Linked DNA regions of Sus scrofa: regions 1 and 2 are each linked to region 3. A link is a contact called in public Hi-C data. All regions are on one chromosome and are shown on one strand. Each heading gives the region's core, a stretch centred on a gene start, on an enhancer-like site or on the middle of the called end of the contact. The rest is flanking DNA. Distances are from core to core; before and after follow the strand shown.

Region 1 (2,711 bases), core at 190-2,689, 390 kb before region 3:
TGGCATATGGAGGTTCCCAGGCTAGGGGTCCAATCGGAGCTACAGCTGCCAGCCTACACCACGGCCACAGCAACTCAGGATCCAAGCCTCCTCTGTGACCTATACCACAGCTCAGGGCAATGCCGGATCTCTAACCCGCTGCACAAGGCCACAGATTGAACCTGCATCCTCATGGATTCTAGTCAGATTTGTTTCTTCTGGGCCACAATGGGGACTGTCTCCTATTTCTAAAATGTGGTTTTGGTTGCAGTGTGTTGAGGACTAATCTGTAATAGTCATTATCAAACTTGACAGTGGTGGTGGACAGCCTCTAAGACAGCCCCCAAAGATTCCTGCCTCTCAATATGGATAATTTCTCTTAGTCTGGATTTGGATTTGTCTTAAAAAGTCTCAGTCTCTCTTTCTCTCTCTCCCTCTCTCTCTCTCTCTCTCTCTCTCTCTCTCTCTCTCTCTCTCTCACACACACACACACACACACACACACACACCCTAGCTTGGGGGAAAATCCAGCAGAGCCATGTGATGGGGAACCAATGTTTTCAGCTAAAAGTCAAAAAAGACCTGATTGACAGCAGCTTCTCCAGCACAGGCACAGTCTGGAAGTGTTTGCAGCCTGAACCAACACCTTGATTACAGCATCATGAGAACCCCTTAGCCAGAATCCCAAAGCTAAGTCAATCCCACCTTCCTGATGTATAGGAACTTTGGGATAATCAGTGTTGGTTGTTTTTAGCTTCTGTGTTTTAGGGATATTTGTTAGGAAGCAATAGATAACATACACATATGCATCAGAAGCACCTAGATTCTTGGTAAAATGTGTATTTCTGGGTCTTACCACATTCAGTGGATGTGGCCTGAAGTCTTTGCCTTTTCGCCAGGAATCCCAGGAGAATCAGAAGTGAAAACTTTCTGTATGAGCACACACAGCAAAAATAAACACTCCCTGGAAAGGCCTGGGGGGAGAGAAGACTAAGGGGAGTATGGTTGCCAGATAACTTACAGGACACCCAGTTCTATTTGAATTTCAGATAAATAACAAAAAAATGTTTTAGTATAAGCATGCCCCTTGCAGTGTTGGGGACATATTTATACCAAAACATATTTGTTATCTGAAATTCAAATTTAACTGCGTGGTCTGTATTTCTATTTGTTAAAAACTATCTAGAAGGAAAGCCCCACCCAAGTGATGGCCCAGACGGAAATAAAGTGGTGCCTTCTTTTCACAGATGGCAGGATTTTAATCCCTGAGGGATGAGGGGTTTAAAGGTGCTTGGCTGGGCCCTGCCCCTCTTCCACCTGGAAGGCAGACTGCAGACTTAGGGCCCTTAAAATGTTTCTTTGGAGGGTTGGGGTTGGGGGAGGAGTGGTGTGGAGTAGGAGGATGGAGAACTGCTCTGGAAGCCCTCCTCCACGGCCCCGCCCACTCCGAGATGCTGGTGGATCCAAGGAGAGAACAGGATGCAGGGTTGGGTCCAGCCCCTGGTGGCCCAGTGCACCCAGCTCCCTGGAGAAGTTGGTCATGTCTGTGTAGATGTCCCTGCCTGATGGGTTCTACACATGGTGCTGGGAACAAGCTTCTCTGGGTGCAGATGGCATCAGGTTCTTCCAGAGCAGTGAATGAATGCCAGTCTTCCCCCACACCCCTCCAGGAACTCAGATGAATGCAGCTGCTCATAATAAATGTGTGCCTTTCTCATTCTGAGTATGTCTGAGTCTCTGACGAGTTGTATTTATTGTAGCTCTCAGCCTTGTAAAGAGGAGGATGGTTTCAAAGACATTCCCTAATGACTGAGGTTTTAAGAACTCTGGCTTTCACTTCTGTATATGCTTTATTGTCACAGGGAACCGTCTTAATTTTGATGTGTTTATTTTCAACTATGAAACATCTTCAAAGAGATGGGGAATGAATGAGAATATGTGTGGGAGAGAAACGGGGAGAGAGAGAGAGCTTGGCTGGGTAGACTGAAACGTTTAAGGCAGGGATGGAAGAGAATGGCGCAGAAAATGTGCAGCTGCAGTAGAATCAGAGCCTTAAATAAGTGCTTTGAAACCAGACACCAAAAGTGAGGTCACGTCATTCCGAGCTCTGGTTCAGCCTTGCCCAGCGGCCTGACGCAAGCTGAAAAGCCACAGGAGGGGAACTCAGCTGAATCTCTCTCCTGAGTGAAACTGTGGAGGGGACTGAGTTTTTTTTTTTTTTTTTTTTTTTTAGAGGAAGGGAGGAGGTTTAAATCAAATGTACAGAATGTGTTCCCTGGAGGCTCTCAAGGTCTCTAAGCACCTTCACAAGCTGCTTCATAAAACCAGCATGGCCAACACAAAACAAATTTGCAAAGTAGAAGGCCAAGGATGATGTTGCCATTTCATACTTTGTATATCAGGGAGAACCCCACAGGAATTGCTCAGTTCCAGGACCACCACCCCAAATGCGGCTGACTTTGGGGGAAAATGCAATTGACTCTAGACTACAGATGGTTTAAAGCTGGAAGGGGCCTTACCCATCCAGTCCAGGTTCCTCTTTTACAGAGAAGAATCTAGGCTCCCACTTTGGCCTTCCGTTTGGTTCTCTCTGGGTATTTGAAAAATTAATAGCTACCTCAAAGATTTATTGTGAGCATTCATGTAACGATGTATATAAAGCACTTGGTACTTAGTAACTGGGATCTGTTATTATTATTTCACCAGGTCTTTGTATTTAGGCATGTGGCAGT
Region 2 (2,706 bases), core at 73-2,572, 420 kb before region 3:
ATTTGTAAAGTTTTTTTTTAATTTATTCAAAAATGCATAGTATTTTAGTACTTTTTAAAAATAATGCTCTTACAAAAATGCTACTGATCAAATAAGCTTTTAAAAATTGGAAAAATGAAAATACAGAAGTCCTTTACCATTATCCTCAGGTGATCAGTAGCATTGCCTTGTCTTAGATCCTCAGTGCTGCCAAAAGGCCAGTATAAAGAAATTATATTTGCACTGTAGACTCTGCTAAAATATGGTTTAAAGTGATAATTGATTGCACTGAAAGGGGATAGTGCATTTGTGGAATTTTTCAAATTTGAGTAATAGATGACTTTTTAAGGCAGTGAATTTACACACGTATGGGGGGGGTGAGTGATACTGATTTTTTAAGCCTCTTTGACCATCTTCTAGTTTTTACATCTAGTTTTTACATTTAGGAAAATTGTGAATAACACCCACTGTTCTTAAACTCTTTAATGCCATGTCTTAAATGCCAGAATTTGCTGCTGAAGACAAAAATGAAAAAGAGAATGAAAATAATAGAATGCACTGTGTTTATTATTTTGTCAAAATGTAAACAGACTACCTAACCCAATCATAGAGGGAAAAAGGGCATATATCTTATACAGATGTGCCTTTTTGTTTTTGCAGACTATGATGTCTTTAGCTAACGAGTTGCCTATTGTTTTGGGATGTAAAGTTAATATGCCATATATGTACAGTTTTGTTTATATTGTATATTTAAAGACAGTGCTAATAATGTATATAAGTTTATGTGACTTAAGGCCTATAATACAATCTGCTACTTTACTAATTCATGAATTCAGAGGACAAGTTTCTTATGGCCTAGGAACCAACTGCATTGCCTTGAAAACCTAATAACTTTCCCTGTAAATCCTGTGTTAATAAAATTTTTTAAAATATTTTTTTAGATTGGTAATATTTAAACCAGCATATACTTAAAGCTTTATTAAACTTTTTAATCAGAAAAGTGAGTAAAACTTTTATTTGCCATTTGATTTGGACTCCTTCCCTCAAAGTGATGAAAAAGTGTGTTTTGCTCTCAGTGCCACAGCAGCAGTTGTAAAGTAGTCAGAAGCCACGTTGTTTATTTACTGGTCAGTGGCCTTTTACTGTGCTTTGTATCAGAGTTTCTAACAAGATTAATAAATCACCCAAGTCTTAATTTTTTAAAGACTTTTAAAATATGTGTTTTCATTATATGGAACAAGGGGGTAAGATTGTTGAGTTCTGTAGAAATAAATTATTTTCCCTATTTTGTGCAATTAAAATTCCATAATCCTAAAGAATTCAAGTGATGTAAACTTTGGAGGGATAACTTTACCTTCACTGTTACTGCATTCAGATGAAAAATTAGCATGTTAGAAAATCTTATCCTCCTAAATTTAAAATTAGTAGGATGATAGCTATCCTCGGTAGAATCTTGGAAGCTGCCTGGATTTAAGGCCGGCAAATGCTGTGTGAATCAGTCTCCAACCAGGTAAAAATACTCAGGTTGGCTTTTTTTTTTTTAAGAGCAGATTATAATACTAGCTTTGTCCGGAAAATTGATCTAAACTGTCAGTTCTTGAAGCCAGACTTGAAATTTTGGGAAGAACGTGTCAGTTCCGCTCCTAGGGGAAGCCCTGGCCACGGGGTAGGCACTTTGGTGGAGCCTTGCCTTCCGGGCTCTCTGCCTTCGCGCATGCGCTCTGGCGCCAACACCTCCGCCAGGAGAAGCGGGGCCCCAAGCCAGTCGAGGAGCGGGGCTGTGCGCATGGTTGTGATGTCACTGTGTGCGCCACATCTTGTTGCCAGGCAGCGATGGCGGCTACTCTGGAGTCATCCGAGGAGGACACGCTGCTGAACTTTGTGCGAGTTTTGGAGAAGCGAGATGGCACGGTGTTACGACTGCAGCAGTATGGCTCCGGCGGCGTGGGTTGCGTTGTTTGGGACGCTGCCATTGTCCTTTCTAAATACCTGGAAACGCCCGGGTTTTCCGGCGATGGGGCCCACACTCTGAGCCAGCGGTCGGTGCTGGAGCTGGGCTCTGGCACCGGGGCGGTGGGGCTCATGGCTGCTACCCTCGGGTAAGAGCTGGCGGGAAGGGACGGCGCTTTGTTGGAGAAACCGCCATTACCGGCTTCCCAACCTTGTGCCTCTACCTCAATCAATGTTATTTTATAGGGCAGATGTCATAGTCACCGATCTTGAGGAATTGCAGGACTTACTGAAGATGAATATTAATATGAACAAGCATCTTGTCACTGGTTCTATTCAAGCCAAGGTACTGAAATGGTTTGTATGGCCTTTAAGCTTTTTTTAGATAACGATTTGTAGTTTGCTTTAAATTGTGTTTCACTGTAAGTACGGTTAATTCGAAGGGAATTTTCTGGGTCTTGTTTATAAAACAAGAATATTTTAAGTTATTAAAGCAACAGTGAAAAATATTTGGTTGACATTTTTAAGGGGGGAAGAAATAGAAGACTTTCCTTCTCCACCAGACTACATACTGATGGCTGACTGCATATACTACGAAGAGGTGAGTAATGAGTGAAATTTCTTCGTTTAGAGGTTGCATACACCGTTTTCCATGGGTTCTAAAGCACACATGTCTAAGCATTTTTACATCTTTTAATGCAAATTTATTCTGTAATTGATGATACAGTAAAGAGAAAATAAAAGTCACCACGGACTACAACTTACACACTCATGATT
Region 3 (2,760 bases), core at 16-2,515:
TTGACTTAGGTACTTGCCTACATAAGCCTTAAAGGTATTTGGGTCTGCAAACCTGGCAGTCCACACAGCAAACCCACTGAGAGGACAGGTATTGCCACGTTCATCTAATAGACATAAAAACAGGGGTCCTGGGAGGTTCACAGGCTTCAACAATGACACAAGTCAATAGCAGAGTTCCAGCCTCAATCAAGATTCAGGGTGCAGGGCAGGCTGAGGATGGCCCACCTGGAGACAGCCGCCTTCTGCTACATGGCAGGTTAATCCGCTGATTGCATACTCCATTTTCTAGTTAGCCCACACACAGCCTGAGTTTATCATCAAGCAAACTCCCCTTTTGTTTTTAACAGGACAATCACACCACCTTGAGAAGCCATGAACCAAAGCACGCAGTCTCAATAAACAGCTTGCCTTTTAAATCCATAAGCTACAAACAAATCTGCATTCTTTCAGAGAAGCCTTGCAGGTCTTCTTCTCTTTAAGTCTGAACTTTCTCATGACAAAGATAGTCAAGTGGAGGAAATCAATAACTACAAAGAAATATCTCCAGGATATACTATTATAAGTGCAAAAAAACAAAGGGCAAAAGTGTATGTAGGGAATGATCCCATTTGTATAAATGGAAAAAAAAATAAATATGTTAAGAGTATGCACATACTAAAGGCTTTCCATATAGCTACTAAACTACTCTCTAGAAAGGTTTTACTAATACAATTCTCCTACTACCCCAAGGAAATATAGTGATTGCTAAAAAAAAAAAAAAAAAGCCATTGCCATTTTCAGTAACATGTGGTATTATATTTGCATTTTTATTATCAGTAAGGGCATATCTTTACTGAGCATCGATTATTTATGAATAGCCTGCCCATATCTCTTGCCCTAAGTGAGTTGTAAACAGGACAAACTGGTAAAATAGCTAGAAGACTGAAATATTGGTTTAGCGAAGTGAAAAGCAGATAAACTTAGGTTAGAATCACAGCTTGTGAATGCACCAACTCTATGATTATGGTCAGGTAACTTCTCAGGTCCCATCTGTGAAATGCGGATCCAGTGAACAGTGGATAACGTACATAATGCTGGAAATTATAACAATTATTAGGATGGTTATTCTGCAGCAGTAACTGCACTATGGCACAGGAATCTAAAAAAATGCGGAATGTTTGTTTGGAGAAACTAAGGCTATTTCTGGCATTTCCATCACTCTATTCCTGCCCCTCCCCCACAGCATTGGTGGTGTCGCTATAGCAACGAGCACGCGCTGCCCAAGGCTCAACAGTCTAGCGGTTTACTGGCCTCCGCGGCCTCTCTCTCCGCAGAAGAGCGACAACACTGATCGTCCCACCCACTCCGTCTCGGATCGATCTCCCCTGACCACTGGGAAGGAGCGGAGGGGCAGCATGGCCAAGGCAGCCTCTTCGCCGTTGGAGGACTTGGACCTGAGCGGAGAGGAAGTCCAGCGGCTCACCTCCGCTTTCCAGGACCCCAAGTTTCGGCGAATGTTCTCTGAGTATGCGGAGGAGCTCACGGACCCCGAGAACCGGCGGCGCTACGAGGAGGAGATTACCGCGCTGGAGCGTGAGCGCGGCGTGGAGGTGCGGTTTGTGCACCCGGAGCCGGGCCACGTGCTGCGCACCAGCCTGGATGGGGCCCGGCGCTGTTTCGTGAATGTATGCAGCAATGCCCTGGTGGGCGCGCCCAGCAGCCGGCCCAGCTCTGGGAGCGCGGCGTCCGGCAGCCAGTGGTCCCTGCCCTACAGTCTGGCGCCCGGCCGCGAGTACGCGGGGGGGCGCGGCATCCGCTACACAGTCTACGACGTGGTCTTCCACCCAGACGCACTCGCGCTGGCCCGGCGCCACGAGCGCTTCCGCCAGATGCTGGACGCCACGGCTTTGGAGGCCGTGGAGAAGCAGTTCGGCGTGAAGCTGGACCGCAGGAATGCCAAGACCCTGAAAATCAAGTACAAGGGGACCCCGGAGGCTGCCGTGCTGCGCACGCCCCTACCCGGGGGCGTCCCGGCCCGGCCCGAGGGGGAACCGGAGAGCCCGCTCCCTGATTTCCCCTACCCTTACCCGGGCCCTGTGGCCGCTGGGAGTGCCGCGATCCCCCGGCCCCAGGCGCCCTCCCCTCCCGAGGCGGTCCAGCAGCCCGCCCCCACAGAGCCTCGCTACAGCGTGGTGCAGCGCCACCACGTGGACCTCCAGGATTACCGCTGCTCTCGGGACTCAGCCCCCAGCACTGTGCCCCACGAGCTGGTCGTCACCATTGAGCTGCCGCTGTTGCGGTCGGCTGAGCAGGCAGCGCTGGAAGTGACTGGAAAGCTGCTGTGCCTCGACTCACGGAAACCCGACTACCAGCTGCGGCTCTCGCTTCCATACCGGGTGGACGACAGCCGCGGCAAGGCGCAGTTCAACAAGGCCCGGCGGCAGCTGGTAGTCACGCTTCCGGTAGCGGTGACAGTCTCGCTCCCGGAGCTCGCCGCGACCCCGGAAGAGGCCGCCGACCGGCCCGGAACTGATGGCGCGGCCTGCGCTTCCGCTCGCCAAGGGGAGGCGGGCCCAGCGGGGATTCGTGCAGGGGACGGAGGCTCGGATCCCGGCCGAGCTGGAGCTGCGGGCGCCGATATCCCTGCCCCGGAGGCCGTTGGGGGGAAGCTTGTCTCAGAACCAGAGGAGCTTGATTTCGGCGGGCAAGCAATATCAACAGCTCGCATTGGGGAGGAGCCGCTTCCCAGAGCAGGGAACTCACCTGAGGACGGTGGTGGAG

Evidence for each region. Hi-C and Micro-C count contacts between places; a contact is called where the count stands out from the background.
Region 1: a Hi-C map of embryonic fibroblasts shows a contact between it and region 3, with 4 times the contacts expected there. The contact joins the enhancer-like site here to the promoter of DNAAF2 in region 3. A contact is called at or near these places in 1 of 5 promoter capture datasets (liver), 6 of 47 Hi-C or Micro-C datasets (alveolar macrophages, blood, embryonic fibroblasts and 3 more) and 1 of 2 datasets of contacts at active chromatin or transcription factors (alveolar macrophages).
Region 2: a Hi-C map of liver shows a contact between it and region 3, with 2.0 times the contacts expected there. The contact joins the promoter of VCPKMT here to the promoter of DNAAF2 in region 3. A contact is called at or near these places in 10 of 47 Hi-C or Micro-C datasets (alveolar macrophages, embryonic fibroblasts, epiblast stem cells and 7 more) and 1 of 2 datasets of contacts at active chromatin or transcription factors (alveolar macrophages).

Annotation. Positions count from the first base shown.
Region 1 is chr1:179,883,504-179,886,214 of Sscrofa11.1, reverse strand. All of the region lies in intron 1 of LOC110262125 (a long non-coding RNA gene), which reads left to right. Among named protein-coding and RNA genes, the nearest start is that of VCPKMT, 23 kb to the left of the region's middle. Within about 2 kb of position 1,439, at least 55 of the 83 cell types and tissues checked have an H3K27ac peak or open chromatin away from gene starts, as enhancers often do. A contact at or near this core is called in alveolar macrophages, embryonic fibroblasts, fetal skeletal muscle and 2 more, where this site is marked.
Region 2 is chr1:179,906,055-179,908,760 of Sscrofa11.1, reverse strand. VCPKMT (protein-lysine methyltransferase METTL21D) reads left to right here and starts at 1,322. Exons shown (of 6, transcript XM_021101519.1): 1 at 1,322-2,078; 2 at 2,176-2,286; 3 at 2,458-2,530. The coding sequence starts at 1,813. SOS2 (son of sevenless homolog 2) reads left to right here. Exons shown (of 23, transcript XM_021101439.1): 23 at 1-1,183.
Region 3 is chr1:179,489,641-179,492,400 of Sscrofa11.1, reverse strand. It overlaps DNAAF2 (protein kintoun), which reads left to right and starts at 1,265. Exons shown (of 3, transcript XM_003121803.5): 1 at 1,265-2,760. The coding sequence starts at 1,395. It overlaps LOC110262104 (a long non-coding RNA gene), which reads right to left and starts at 2,443. Exons shown (of 2, transcript XR_002346676.1): 1 at 2,205-2,443; 2 at 1-1,943.